Linked DNA regions of Sus scrofa: all the other regions are linked to region 2. A link is a contact called in public Hi-C and HiChIP or PLAC-seq data. All regions are on one chromosome and are shown on one strand. The core of a region is the stretch at or near the end of the contact, and the rest is flanking DNA. Distances in the headings are between cores, read along the strand shown. Region 1 overlaps TNFRSF21 (tumor necrosis factor receptor superfamily member 21). Region 2 holds the start of TNFRSF21 (tumor necrosis factor receptor superfamily member 21). Region 3 overlaps LOC110261707 (a long non-coding RNA gene).

Region 1 (4,004 bases), core at 890-3,389, 65 kb before region 2:
CTAAAAAGACAATCCCCGCCCCCCCCCCCGCCAAAAAAAAACACCTACTGCACAGAGAACTATATGCAATATCTTATAATAACCTATAGCGGACAAGAATCTGAAAAAAATACATGTCTGTGCGTGTGCGTGTGTGTGTGTGTGTGTGGGAGGGGTAACTGAATCACTTTGCTCTACATCTGAAACACTGTAAATCAATTATGCTTCAGTAAATAAAAGTAAAAAAAAAAAAGAGTGAATTCATGTTGGGAGCCATCTGTACCTTTGGTTATAAAGGAGCCGGTCCTGCTCAGCGCGGAGGAGCCGCTGGAGGTGGAGTCACAGCGCAGGAGGGGCTCGGACTCATCCACGAAGAAGCCCTTGTTCTTATCCAGCGGGGAGGGCTCCACCGTCAGCAGTGTGGAATTCTCAAGCTTCGTGTTGGGGCTGGGGATGGGGCTTGGGCTGAGGGGGCTGGGGCTCATCGGGAGAGCCAGTTTGTCGGTTTCCAGCTGTGGACGAGAACAAGAAATTTTTATTTACTTCAAAAATTATAGATGGAGTTCCCATCGTGGCTCAGTGGTTAACGAATCCAACTAGGAACCATGAGGTTTCGGGTTCGATCCCTGGCCTCACTCAGTGGGTTAAGGATCCAGCGTTGCTGTGGCTGTGGCCTAGGCCGGCGGCTACACCTCCGATTCAACCCCTAGCCTGGGAACCTCCACATGCCGCAAGAGGGGCCCAAGAAATGGCAAAAAAAAAAGACTTAAAAAAAAAAAGACTTTAAAAAAAAGACTTTAAAAAAAAAACAAAACCCAAAATTATACAAACTATAATGGAAAAGAATCTGAAAAAGTACATCATGTGTATACATATATACACATACATATGCACACACACACCCTGAACCACTGTGCTGTTCACCAGAAACCAACATGACCTTATAAAGCAACTATACTTTAATTAAATAAATAAATTTTAATTTAAAATTTATGGAGAAATGTAATTCTCAGACAACTTTTTTTTTTAGCTTTTTAGGGCAGAACCTGTGGCATATGGAAGTTCCCAGGCTAGGCGTCAAATCGGAACGGCAGCTGCCAACCTGTGCCACAGCCACACCAACACCAAATCTGAGCTGCGTCTGCAACCTATACCACAGTTCATGGCAATGCCAAATCCTTAACCCATTGAGCGAGGCCCTAAAAAGCAAAAAAAAAAAAAAAGCTTGAAAAAGATAATGAGACAGGAAAACCCCAAAGGCAAAAGGGGCTGGAAGCTGAGAGGGAGGACCACCCCGCTGGAGCCAATGGGAGGCCTCTTCAGGATGCAGTGGAGACCACAAAGCCTGCATTCTGCCGTGCGGCAGGGGTGGTGGGTGGGGGTGGCAGTGATGCTCAGGGAAACAGCAAGAAGGCAAATAAACATGACGGTTACAGAGGGAGACAGTGAGCGGATCGTGACCTCTCTGGCTGGTGCTTGGGGGCTGGATTTGAGAGAGGCAAGAATTTCCACAGGGAGACCAGTTAGGAAGCCAGGTGAGGTATGATCGTGGCCTGTCCCAGGGTGCGCAGTGGAGATGGGAGGAAGTGACAAGTGGGATCGCCGCATTTTACAGGTGAAATGACAAAGGCTCGGGAAGGTGCACAGATGCTGGGAGAAAGCCAGGGCTCAATTCAAGTCCCTTGGCACTCCACATTAGAAATCTGACAGGCACTGGTGGCATCTCGGAGTCAGCTGGCTTTGGCTTTTTTTTTTTTTTGGTCTTTTTAGGGCCATACCTGTGGCATATGGAAGTTCCCAGGCTAGGGCTCCAATTGGAGTGACAGCTGCCAGCCTACACCACAGCCACAGCATCTCAGGATCCAATCCGCATCTGTGACCTACACCACAGCTCACAGCAATGCCGGATCGTTAGCCCACGGAGCAAGGCCAGGGATCAAACCTACATCCTCACAGATACTAGTCAGGTTTGTTAACCACTGAGCCGTGCCAGGAATTACTGGTTTTATCTTGTTATTGGTTCCTCAGAAGTGGAAGGAAATCTGGAAGCCATGTGACCAGATGATGCAGGGCAGGGTTCAGGGAGTGATGTGTGCTCTCGCCAGAGCTATTAATCCCCCATCATTAGAAACCTCCGGACTCCACTCCCACATGACCAGTGACACATCTTCAAGTTCCTCCATCAAGAAGACACTGACCCTCATTTCAACAGATGACGCTGAACAGTTAGCTGTAAAAGGCAAAAAATACAGCTGCCTCTTGTTCAACCTCTAAGGCCTGAGAAATCCTTGCAACAGAGGGCAGATTCTGAAGACCTCTGGTGACAGCCCATCGAAAGTCCCAATAGGTTTTCCCTCCGTAAAACCGCCCACATCCTGCTTCTGCTTCCGGTACAAGATAAGACTTGGATACCATGCCTTCCCATCAGCCTCTTTTGATCCGCAAACAAGTTTTACGGGTATATTTTTAAGATGTGAGTCCATTAGGCCCTGGCACATGCCCCTCCTCCCTGAAAATGCACACTGCCATTCATGCCAACACGCTTTTTTTTATTCACTCAGTTAAACAAAGAGCACTTGTCTACACTCTGGTTCTCAGGGATAGTACACTGGACGACACGGTCAGTCAATATAGGGCACTGTTCTGGCTTTTAAAAAGAAATTCCCACCCACAAATCACATGCCAACAGACTAAGAAGTCCACCCACCTATTTCCTGAACTCAGTTCAAAACTTTAAATATTTAATCCCCCCGCCTTGCTTTGTGCCAAAGGATCTTATCAGTGGAAATGAAGCACATGAGTTCTAACATACATTAGCAACACAGAATGCGGAGGTGATGCTGGCTAATAACTAATTGTGAGTCAAATGAATGGGAAAATCCACTAAGAATGGTTTTAATATCTCCACAGTGGTGCTAACAACCACAGCAAAAGCCAGAGACCATCTGACAAGCATCTTTCTAGAAAATCTATTCTGCTACTAAGTATAGCTGATCCTTCACTATGAGGAGGATACATAGTAGCTGGTCATATTCCAGACTTCTCTGAAGTTACTTGCATTTTTTTTCCTATAAGAAAAAGAAACGCAGGGGTGTGTGTGTGTGTGTGCGCGCTTGCGCAGAATGGACTGGGAGTTTGGGGTTAGTAGATACAAACTGTAACATTTAGAATGGATAAGCAATGGGGTCCTGCTGTACAGCACAGAGAACTATATTTAATCACTAGTGATAGAATATGATGGGAGACAAGAGAAAGAATATATATATACATATATATGTATATATAGATGTATGACTGGGTCACTTTGCAGTATAGCAGAAATTGACAGAGCATGGTAAATCTACTACAATAAAAAAAAATGGTTAAAAAAGAAAAAAATTGCCCCTAGAAACTCCCTTTACCTTAATATTGACAATATCCATCAAAGTTGGTTTGTGGCACTGCAGCTCAAGCATTGTATTACCTGTGCTTCCTCTGACAAGTAATTGAGACCTCAGGATAGGCGGAAGACATTATTTTATGAGCTCAGAGAGTTTATAGTTCAGTACTGAGTTTATAGCAAATAAACAGAACTTATAATAAGATTCAGATGTTAAAAAAGAAGACAAATACTCTAACAAGAAAGCTAGATGTCCATAGCAGATGGTTTTATCCTCTTGCAAAAGATCTGAACATAAACTTATCAAAACAATCACAAAATAGATCCTAGGTAGCTGGATTTATTTCTTTTTTTCTTTAGGCATTCCAAATTCTCTACAGGGACATATTAACTTTTATAATTAGAAGAACAATGTTCTTTTAAAAAGCAGTCACCACCTCCGTTAACTTTGAAAATGCTGTGGCTGTAGCAGCCCTTATTTACATTGGTAGCCAAGGAACAGATCGTTCGAAGATCATCTCCTTGGCTGAGCTCCTCTCTATCACAGAAACAAAAGGCCAAAACTCTTCCCCAACTTACTGCCATGAAGCAAATATTAAGACTTAAAGGCCTCTGGAAAAACTTGGCCGATGAAGGCAATCAACCA
Region 2 (4,313 bases), core at 242-2,741:
GGATAAGTTTTGGGTCAAGGGTGCTTTTCACGCTTGGACCAGATAAGTGATGGAGAGGAAAAGCTATAGGGCATGCCCTAGAGCCCAACGCAGCCTGGGTGCTGAAGAAGCTGCCGCGCCCTGCAGGTTCACCTGCCAGGGCACAGGTATGGGAGAGAGAGGAAAGACGGGGGGAAATTCAGCTTCCTTTATGTAGAGCCCTCCCCCCCTCCCCCCATTCCAGCGCCAGCGCGCTGGCTGGCTGGCTGGGAGCCGGCGCTTTGGAGGCGCCTGAGAGTGGGTCTCAGGGTTGTTTTTTTCGGGGTGTGCAGAAACCGAGACCCACCCAGCCGAGGAAGAGAGATGGGGGAGGAGGCTTGGCGCCCTCTGGGCAGGCGAGGCGCGTCGGCACCCGGCGGTCTGGGCGGCCGGCACGCACGGGTCCCGCGCTCTCCACTGCGGTAGCATCCCGACATGACATTGCAGCTGCAACAAAGCGGCGGCCACCGCCAACCTCGCCGCCCACCCTGCGGCCCCAGCCCCACACCACGAGGACGGGGCAGAGGCCCGCGGCTGTAGGAGTGTGTGGAGGCGATGATGGCACTGGAAGAGCCAAGGAGGGAGAGAAGCCCTAATATGCGCAGGAAGCCCGGTGGCCACCTCCAGCGCCTCTCCCAGGCGGCCAGACTGCAGGGAAAACAATTCTCCTTCATTCCGGAGTCCCGGCCGAACCCTGTGCCTCCCCTACATGACCCGATCGGAGCTCTCCGCTGCGTAGCCCTCCCTTGCTTGCCAACCTCACCACCCGGCTGGCCTGACCCCGGCCCCCAGCAGTCGCGGCCAGGGGACCCGCCCCGCTCCCGGAGCCCGGCGCCTTCGGCTCCGGCTCGACCGCCGCCCCCGGCTTCCCCGCGCCACAAATGCTCACCAGGAAAAGAGAGCCCGCGATCATCGTGGTTCTGGCGATGCGGCTGCAGGAGGCCAGGGCGGTGCTGCTGCTCGTGGAGGTCCCCATGGCTGAGCCCGGGGCTCGCAGGGCGCCCGGGGTGCGTGGCCCCCCGGCAGCTGGAATCGGCTGCTGCTTCTGCCCAGCGCCGCATCCACCGCCGCCTCCCGAGCCGGGGGCCCATCTACCTCCAACACCCCATGTGCACTGCGGCAGCGGGACTGCCGGGCACAGAAGGAAGCGGCGAGGGAGGCTCCGGGGGCGCTCAGCACCTGCCCAGCTGCGCGGCAGCCCGGGCGGGGAGAAGCAGCCGCGGCTGCACCCCGCGCCTCCCCGTGCTCTCCTCCGACAACGGCTGCGGAGAACCAGGGAGGAGAGCTGGGCGCGAGAGAGCGAAGGAACAACTTCCCATAGCGAAGCCTCCAGCCGCTGCCAACCACCCTCCTCCGCTGCCCAGACCGGCCGGCGAGGGACTGAGTCGGGTGGCCGCCGGGCGCGGGGACACACGTGGTGGCGCCGAAGGGGCGGGGTATTGGCCCTTTGTGATGTCATCCCGAAGGAGGCCGGGCTCTTTGTGCGGTCGGAAACGGGAAGGCGTTCCAGGAGGAGCGAGGAGGGAGAGGATGCCCCTTGGCGTTCGCTAAAGAAATTGCAGCTGCTTATTGACCCAGGGAAAACGTTGCAAAGGTATGCGCACCGCTGACCCAAATTTACTTTTTTCTAAGATGATTCTCAGTAAATTATTTCTGCGACACACGCCTCTCTATCGTTTCTGGTGCAGTGAGTAAAGACAGCCAACAAAAATAAAGCATTTAGATTAACTGCGTACGGTAAAGAGTCCGGGGTGTTGGTTCTCAGACTTGGTTGCGCTTTAAAATCACCTGAAGAACGTAAAGCGTATATCTTAATGCTGGGTCCCATCCCAGAATTCTGATTTATTCAGAACAGGGTGAGGCCTGGGCATTGGGATTTTTTTTTTCCAGTTTTCCTGGTGATTGGGAGAGATTATGGGGCAGAGTGTGAAGAGACTCTGGGTGAGAGAATACAGTTAAGGAAATCCAAGACTAAAAATTCCAAACGGGAGGCCGCAGAGTTGGGTCCATGAATGAATGGTCTTCCAGAGGCCTTGGAAATCCTGGAAATAGGTGGGCAGGTGCATTTTCTTAAATAAAGGATGTAGAATTTTGAATCAGATTATCAGGGATCACTTCTCCCCCAAAAAAGTGTTCAGAATTTTTCAGCTGAGCTCCAGGTGCCTCTGGGGAATATAGAAAAGGGCAGTTACATGGTGCTTTCAAAGTAAGAACAACCATAGCTTCCCTTCAATGGGTGGCATCTCCTCCCTTTTTGTTTTGTTTTGTTTTGTCTTGTTTTTGTTTTTCAGGGCTGCACTCACGGCATATGGAAGTTCCCAGGCTAGGAGTCAAATCAGAGCTACAGCTTCTTGCCTATACCCCAGCAACCCACGGGATCTGAGCCGAGTCTATGCCTTACACCACAGCTCACCCCAACATGGAGTCCTTGACCCATTGAGCAAGGCCAGGAATAGAACCCGTGTCTTCATGGATACCAGTCGGGTTCCTTTCTGCTCTGCCACAGTGGCAACTCCTCCTGCATTTCTGAATGTGAGTGAGGACCTAGCATCCCTTTCTTTGTCTCAGGCATGGGGAGGTGGGCGGGGTCTTCTGACGGTGGCCACTGTTTCTGGTCCAGTAGTGTCCATCCTCTGGGTACTACAACACAGTACCTCTATTGAATAGGTACCCTATTGAAATGACCTCTTTGGCCATCTGTCTCACCTCACTTGTTTGTAAGCCCTGTGGCGCTCCGTTTCTTCTAGCTTTCCTTGACCCCTTCTTCTTCACAATAATACGCTTTCTCAATTATCCGCTACAAGATTCAATATGCGATAGTTCCCATTGTGGCTGCAGTGGAAAAGAATCTGCCTAGTATCCATGAGGATGCGAGTCCGATCCCTGGCCTCGCTCAATGGGTTAAGGATCCTGCATTACCGTGAGCTGTGGTGTAGGTTGCAGATGTGGCTCAGATCTCACTTTGCTGTGGTTGTGGTGTAGGCTGGGGGCTACAGCTCCAATTCAACCCCTACCTAGCCTGGGAACTTCCATGTGCCACGGGTGAGGTCCTAAAAGAAGGAAAAAAAAAAAAAAAAGACTTAATACCCAGTACCCCTAGAAGTGCCAGTTACTTGTTTCCTTATTAAAATATTTTGTTGACCTTTGTAATATGCACACATGGAAGATGAAAAAAATTAATATGAGAATTAGTTCCAGTTTATTCTTTCAAACATCTATCAGTAAAGAAAAACATTGTCCATAAATATTGGAGTTGAGGAAGTCATAATGTTTAACCTCTGGTGAAATTCAAAGAAGTTCTAGAAACCATTACCACTAAATATGGACTTTGGGGGAGAGGATTATATTTGGACTTGAACATCTCTAGCTATTCCCGGAAGTTCAGGGAGGAGGAGGAGTTCCCTGGCAGCCTAGAAGTTAAGGATTCAGTGTTGTCACTGTAATAGCTAGGGTTTGATTCCTGGCCCAGGAATTTCCACATTTGGCTTTAAAAAAAAAAAATTAGGAAGGAAATGCATTGTGTCTTCATATATAACAGTTTCAATTATTTTGTGAAAAATTTAAATGACCGGTCAATACCATCATAAGTCTTTTTAAAATAAGCTGCATGGGTATTAAAAAAAGAGAGAGAGAGAGAGACAATCAAAGCAATTGTTTGTTAGCCCATTTAACTCCTTGCATCCAAACTTACATTTCTCAAAGTAGGATCTGACTTGCTCCATGCATGAGGTAAATTTAGAGTTTAGAGTTTGGGTTCTTGTGCATGTAGAAGTCTTTTTCTCAAGTATCTGTCTTCCTAAAACCTAAACAAAATCTGAATTGTGCTTCCACTGCTTTCAGATGTCCCCATTTCCTGCTGTGACCTTGACCGCATAAATTTGAACTTGAACATCCATTCCAAGATGAAAAATTCCCTCAATTTTGTTTACTACTAACATTTAAATAAATGTTCCTGAGTTCCAGGGTTGAGGGTCCAGCATTGTCACTGCTGTGGAACCAGTTACAGCTTTGGTGATCCCTGGCCTGAGAACTTAGGCATGCCACAGGCACAGCCAAAAGAAAAAAAAAAAGCCCTCTATAGGAGCAATAGATTGTGTATAGTTTGAATCTAAATGGAGTATGAACCTTTATTACTTTGAATTAGAGTATATAAATGCTTTCATTTCACTTTGTAAAAATTCTCCAATTGTTAACTCATTGATACTTTTTTTCAGAATGGTCACTTAGACAGGTTTATTTTCTGGGAAAGGATAGACATTCAGTATTGTATAAGGGTTAGCTTTGCCACCTCTTTG
Region 3 (4,215 bases), core at 411-2,910, 110 kb before region 2:
TTTTTCAATGAAATGTATAGTGTTCAAGGAACACCATCTATATATTCAAGAGGAAGAATCATTGGGGGTAAAAAGATGAACAAGACAAGGTCGCCACCATCATGTCATGTTCCATTCAGTGAGGATTCTGAGAAATTGTACAGCCACTTGTTAAAAAGAGTCAGGTGTGAAGGGCTGCCAGATTTAGTGTGTTGGCATGTATACACACACACACACACACACACACACACGCACGCATGCATGTACACATGCACACCCACACACGCATAAGACAGGGTGCTCAGTTAACTTTTTTTTTTTAATGGCCGCATCTGTAGCATATGGAAATTCCCATTCCAGGCATTGAATCCAAGTAGCAACTGTGACCTGGTAGTCTTAATTAATTTATTAATTAATAATCTGCGGTAACGTTGGACCCTTTAACCCACTACGCCAGGCCAGGGTTCTAACCTGTGCCTCTGCAGTGACCCAAGACAATGCAGTCATATTCTTAACCCACTGCCCACTGTGCCACAGTGGGAACTCTTTAAATATTAATTTCAAATAAATGACAGAAAAATTCATGTGTAAGCATTCTCTATGTACTATTTGGGCCACAATTATACTAAACAAATGTATTCATTTTTTATCCAAAATTCAAACCTCACCTAGTGTCCTGTATTTTATCTGGCAACCATGCTGCGTAATAGGCTTCCCGGCAGAGATTCAAAGTAGAAATGCAGGGCAGAGAGAGCCCTGGGAACAATTAAAGCCAAGATATCAGAAACGGCAAAGGGATGGAACACTGAGATAACCCAGAAGAAAAGATCACACCTAGTTGGGTGGTGAAGGATGGCCTTGCAGACCGTATTTGCACTTGACCTTAGAGGATGACTGGGTTTGCCTGTACACAAAGCAGCAGAGGTGGCATTTTAGGTCAAGGTGATGGTGTGAGTGAGCAAAGATGTGGAGGTGGGTTACAGTCAAATTACAGTTCCATCTAGTTAAGGACGATGAACTGAGCTGGATTAGAAGCCAAGTTTTTTCTGATTCCAGAACTCGTGCCAATTGCTTTCTACTTGTGGGAGCAGACCAAGGTCCCACAAGGAAGGAGTCAGTGACAACGGTTGGCTGGGAACAGACCGCCCAGAGACTACACGCCAGGCGGAGTCCTATGGGCTTAATTAAGACTAACTCAGTACGAGGAAAAATGCAACCATCCAAAGATACTACGTGCCCACGCTGTGGCTAACAGAGGCCTTCTGGAACCTTTAGGATGGAGAGTGAGGCAAGCAGCAGGGTCACAAAGCTGATCAGCTGGCCAGATGCTGCCTGTCCCCAGCACCTTTAAGTCCCTGACCTGTGTGGACATCCCGGCACCTGTAGTTTAGTCACACCAAGTCCACTGGGGACCAAGCAGACCCATGGCATTTTATTGGCCAAAGATACATTTGGCTTTCAGCAAAATATCAATATTCCAGGCACTGCATCCATGTTACATTGTATTTGTTTTTACCAAAAAATAAAAATAAAATTTTAAAACATCCCCAACTGTGTGCCCTCTGCTGTTAAGTCCGAAAAAAAGAGAAAAGCAGTTTACCGGGCTCATCCCTGATGGTGCTGACTCCGAAAATACCTTCCCGGTGAGTTCCTGGATCCTGGCAACCGTCCTGGGAAGCTTATCTTGGTTGCGAAAATGCATTGTTTCACCCAGTGGTTCTACCTGCCGGGGGCAGGAGGGCAGGGGAGGCTTTGGAGTGGGGGCGGGAGGGCCCCAGGGCAGGAAAAGTGGACAAAAGTGCTGTGTCTGCCTGTTACCAGTGACTCATCTGAAAGCACCTGGCCTCTGGGGGCTGCGTGCACACAGGGTGTCTCATCCTAAGGAGCAGAGTCTCCACCGGCCACACTGACAATCACCCCTTACTCATCCCTCTGAAGCCCTGGAGGAGAGCCTTAGGGATTAGCTCATGAATAATCACATCTACCGTCCCCTGGGGTGGGGGTGGGGGGGCAGGGGAGTGGAGGAAAGTCGGGGCGGGGCGGGGCGGGGGGGGGCTGTCCTTTAGAAAATCTTGTGAAGTGAAATCTTCCCTGGCCAAAGAAAGGACAGCATAGGCCACCAACACAACCAAAGCAACTGCTGTCTGTACTTCTCCGCCTGGTGTCCGGCACTGCTTATCTTTGAAAAGTGGGCACATTTCTTTAATTCTGATGTTAAACTCACTTCACATGTTTTCACCTTGAACTCTCTGCAGCTCAAAGATGCCTCTTTAGCAAGACTTAAGGGCCTAGAAACCTGAATAATTGTTCCCTCCCAGGGGAAGGAAGGTTGACTAAAAAGGGGCTTAAGGTAACTTGCAGTGATGAAGACAGTCATGTTTTAATTGGGGTGTTGGTTTCAGAGGGTGTACTTTGGTAAAACTCACCAAACAGTACACTCATGATCTGTGCATTTTATTGTGTATAATTATTGTGAGAATGGAAAATCAAGAAGAGGCAGAAAGCCAGAGTGCTGAGACTTCATTCGAGTTTTTTTGTGTGTGTGTGTGTGTGTCACACCCGCAGCATAGGGAGGTTCCCAGGCCAGGGGTTGAATGGGAGCTGTAGCCACTGGACTACACCACAGTCACAGCAACAGCAGATCCTTAACACACTGAGCAAGGCCAGGGATCGAACCTGCAACCTCATGGATCCTAGTCAGGTTCGTTAACCGCTGATAGTTAACCGCTGATTGTGTGTTCAATCCCTGGCCTTGCCCAGTGGTTTAAGGATCAGGCATTGCCATGAGCGATGGTGTAGGTGGCAGACCCGGCTCAGATCCCTCTTTGCTGTGGCTGTGGTGTAGGCTGGCGGCTACAGCTCTGATTGGACCCCTAGCCTGGGAACCCCCATATGCTGCAGGTACTGCCCTAAAAAGACCAAAAAAAAAAAAAAAAAAAAAGAATTATACCTTAATTTGGAGTTCCCATTGTGGCTCAGCAGGTTAAGGACCCAAGTTATCTCTGTGAAGATGGGGGTTCAATCCCTGGCCTGGCTCAGTGGGTTAAAGATCCAGCGTTGCCGTGAGCCATGATGTAGGTTGCAGACGTGGCTCTGATCTGGTACTGCTGTGGCTGTGGCGTAGGTCAGCAGCTGCAGCTCCAAATCAACCCCTAGCCCGGGCACTTCCATATGCCACAGGTGAGAACTTTAAAAGAAAAAAATTTATACCTCAGTTTAAAAAAATTTTTAAAACTACCTGATCCCAGATCCTGTGTCCCAGAGCCAGTTTCTGCCATACACCCTTGGAATCATCTCATCCAGAGCCTGAGCTAGCCGGGTGAATTCCCAAGAAGGGAATTCAGCAAATTATCCGTCCCCATAAAACAATCCAGTCGAGTTTCCTAAGTCTGATATTTAAATCCTTTATCTCATTTTATGTTTTAATCTTTGTTTTGTATTTTAGCTAAGTTAGACTAACTGACCCATGAAGTACATGAATATACAGATATTTCTTTTGTTTTTGTCTTTTTAGGGCCTCACCCTCAGCACATGGAGGTTCCCAGGCTGGGGGTCCAAATGGAGCTGTACCTGGTGGCCTACGCTGCAGCCACAGCAACTCGTAGGCTGGCACCAACAGCTCCAATTAGACCTCTAGCCTGGGAACCTCCATATGTCACAGGTGCAGCCCTAAAAAAACAAAAACAAAAAATTTTCAACTTGAAAATATAAGTATCTGTGAGACACGGTTATGTAGGAGACAAGAGTCTGAGACCCAAGAGCCAATGTCTAAGAAATAATGAACTAGGAGTTCCCGTCGTGGCACAGTGGTTAACGAATCTGACTAGGAACCATGAGGTTGTGGGTTCGGTCCCTGCCCTTGCTCAGTGGGTTAATGATCCGGCGTTGCCGTGAGCTGTGGTGTAGGTTGCAGACGCGGCTTGGATCCAGCATTGCTGTGGCTCTGGTGTAGGCCGGTGGCTGCAGCTCCGATTCAACCCCTAGCCTGGGAACCTCCATATGCCGCAGGAGCAGCCCAAGAAATACCAAAAAAAAAAAAAAAGAAAAAAGAAAAGAAATAATGAACTAGACCATGAGCACATTGAGGACTGGGCCACATCTAATTATTATTAAACTTCGGTGGGTCCAGAGCTGGAACAGAGTGTGTCTCATTTATATTTGTTGGTAGAACCTCCCTGCCACCTGACGCATTCCACATTTCAAGAGAACTTATCACTCAGGCCCCCAAATTTTTCG

Evidence for each region. Hi-C and Micro-C count contacts between places; a contact is called where the count stands out from the background. HiChIP or PLAC-seq counts read pairs in DNA pulled down with a chosen protein or histone mark.
Region 1: a contact with region 2 is called in an H3K27ac HiChIP or PLAC-seq map of skeletal muscle, with 3 times the contacts expected there. The contact joins the enhancer-like site here to the promoter of TNFRSF21 in region 2. A contact is called at or near these places in 6 of 47 Hi-C or Micro-C datasets (embryonic fibroblasts, heart right ventricle, liver and 3 more) and 2 of 2 datasets of contacts at active chromatin or transcription factors (alveolar macrophages and skeletal muscle).
Region 3: a Hi-C map of liver shows a contact between it and region 2, with 2.7 times the contacts expected there. The contact joins the enhancer-like site here to the promoter of TNFRSF21 in region 2. A contact is called at or near these places in 1 of 5 promoter capture datasets (liver), 2 of 47 Hi-C or Micro-C datasets (embryonic fibroblasts and liver) and 2 of 2 datasets of contacts at active chromatin or transcription factors (alveolar macrophages and skeletal muscle).

Annotation. Positions count from the first base shown.
Region 1 is chr7:42,023,917-42,027,920 of Sscrofa11.1, forward strand. It overlaps TNFRSF21 (tumor necrosis factor receptor superfamily member 21), which reads right to left. Exons shown (of 6, transcript XM_003128430.4): 5 at 263-491. Among named protein-coding and RNA genes, the nearest start is that of TNFRSF21, 66 kb to the right of the region's middle. Within about 2 kb of position 2,140, at least 22 of the 83 cell types and tissues checked have an H3K27ac peak or open chromatin away from gene starts, as enhancers often do. A contact at or near this core is called in alveolar macrophages, liver, retroperitoneal adipose tissue and 1 more, where this site is marked.
Region 2 is chr7:42,090,030-42,094,342 of Sscrofa11.1, forward strand. It overlaps TNFRSF21 (tumor necrosis factor receptor superfamily member 21), which reads right to left and starts at 1,492. Exons shown (of 6, transcript XM_003128430.4): 1 at 908-1,492. The coding sequence starts at 1,477.
Region 3 is chr7:41,981,186-41,985,400 of Sscrofa11.1, forward strand. LOC110261707 (a long non-coding RNA gene) reads left to right here. Exons shown (of 3, transcript XR_002346172.1): 3 at 1,036-1,523. Among named protein-coding and RNA genes, the nearest start is that of TNFRSF21, 110 kb to the right of the region's middle. Within about 2 kb of position 1,661, at least 16 of the 83 cell types and tissues checked have an H3K27ac peak or open chromatin away from gene starts, as enhancers often do. A contact at or near this core is called in liver, where this site is marked.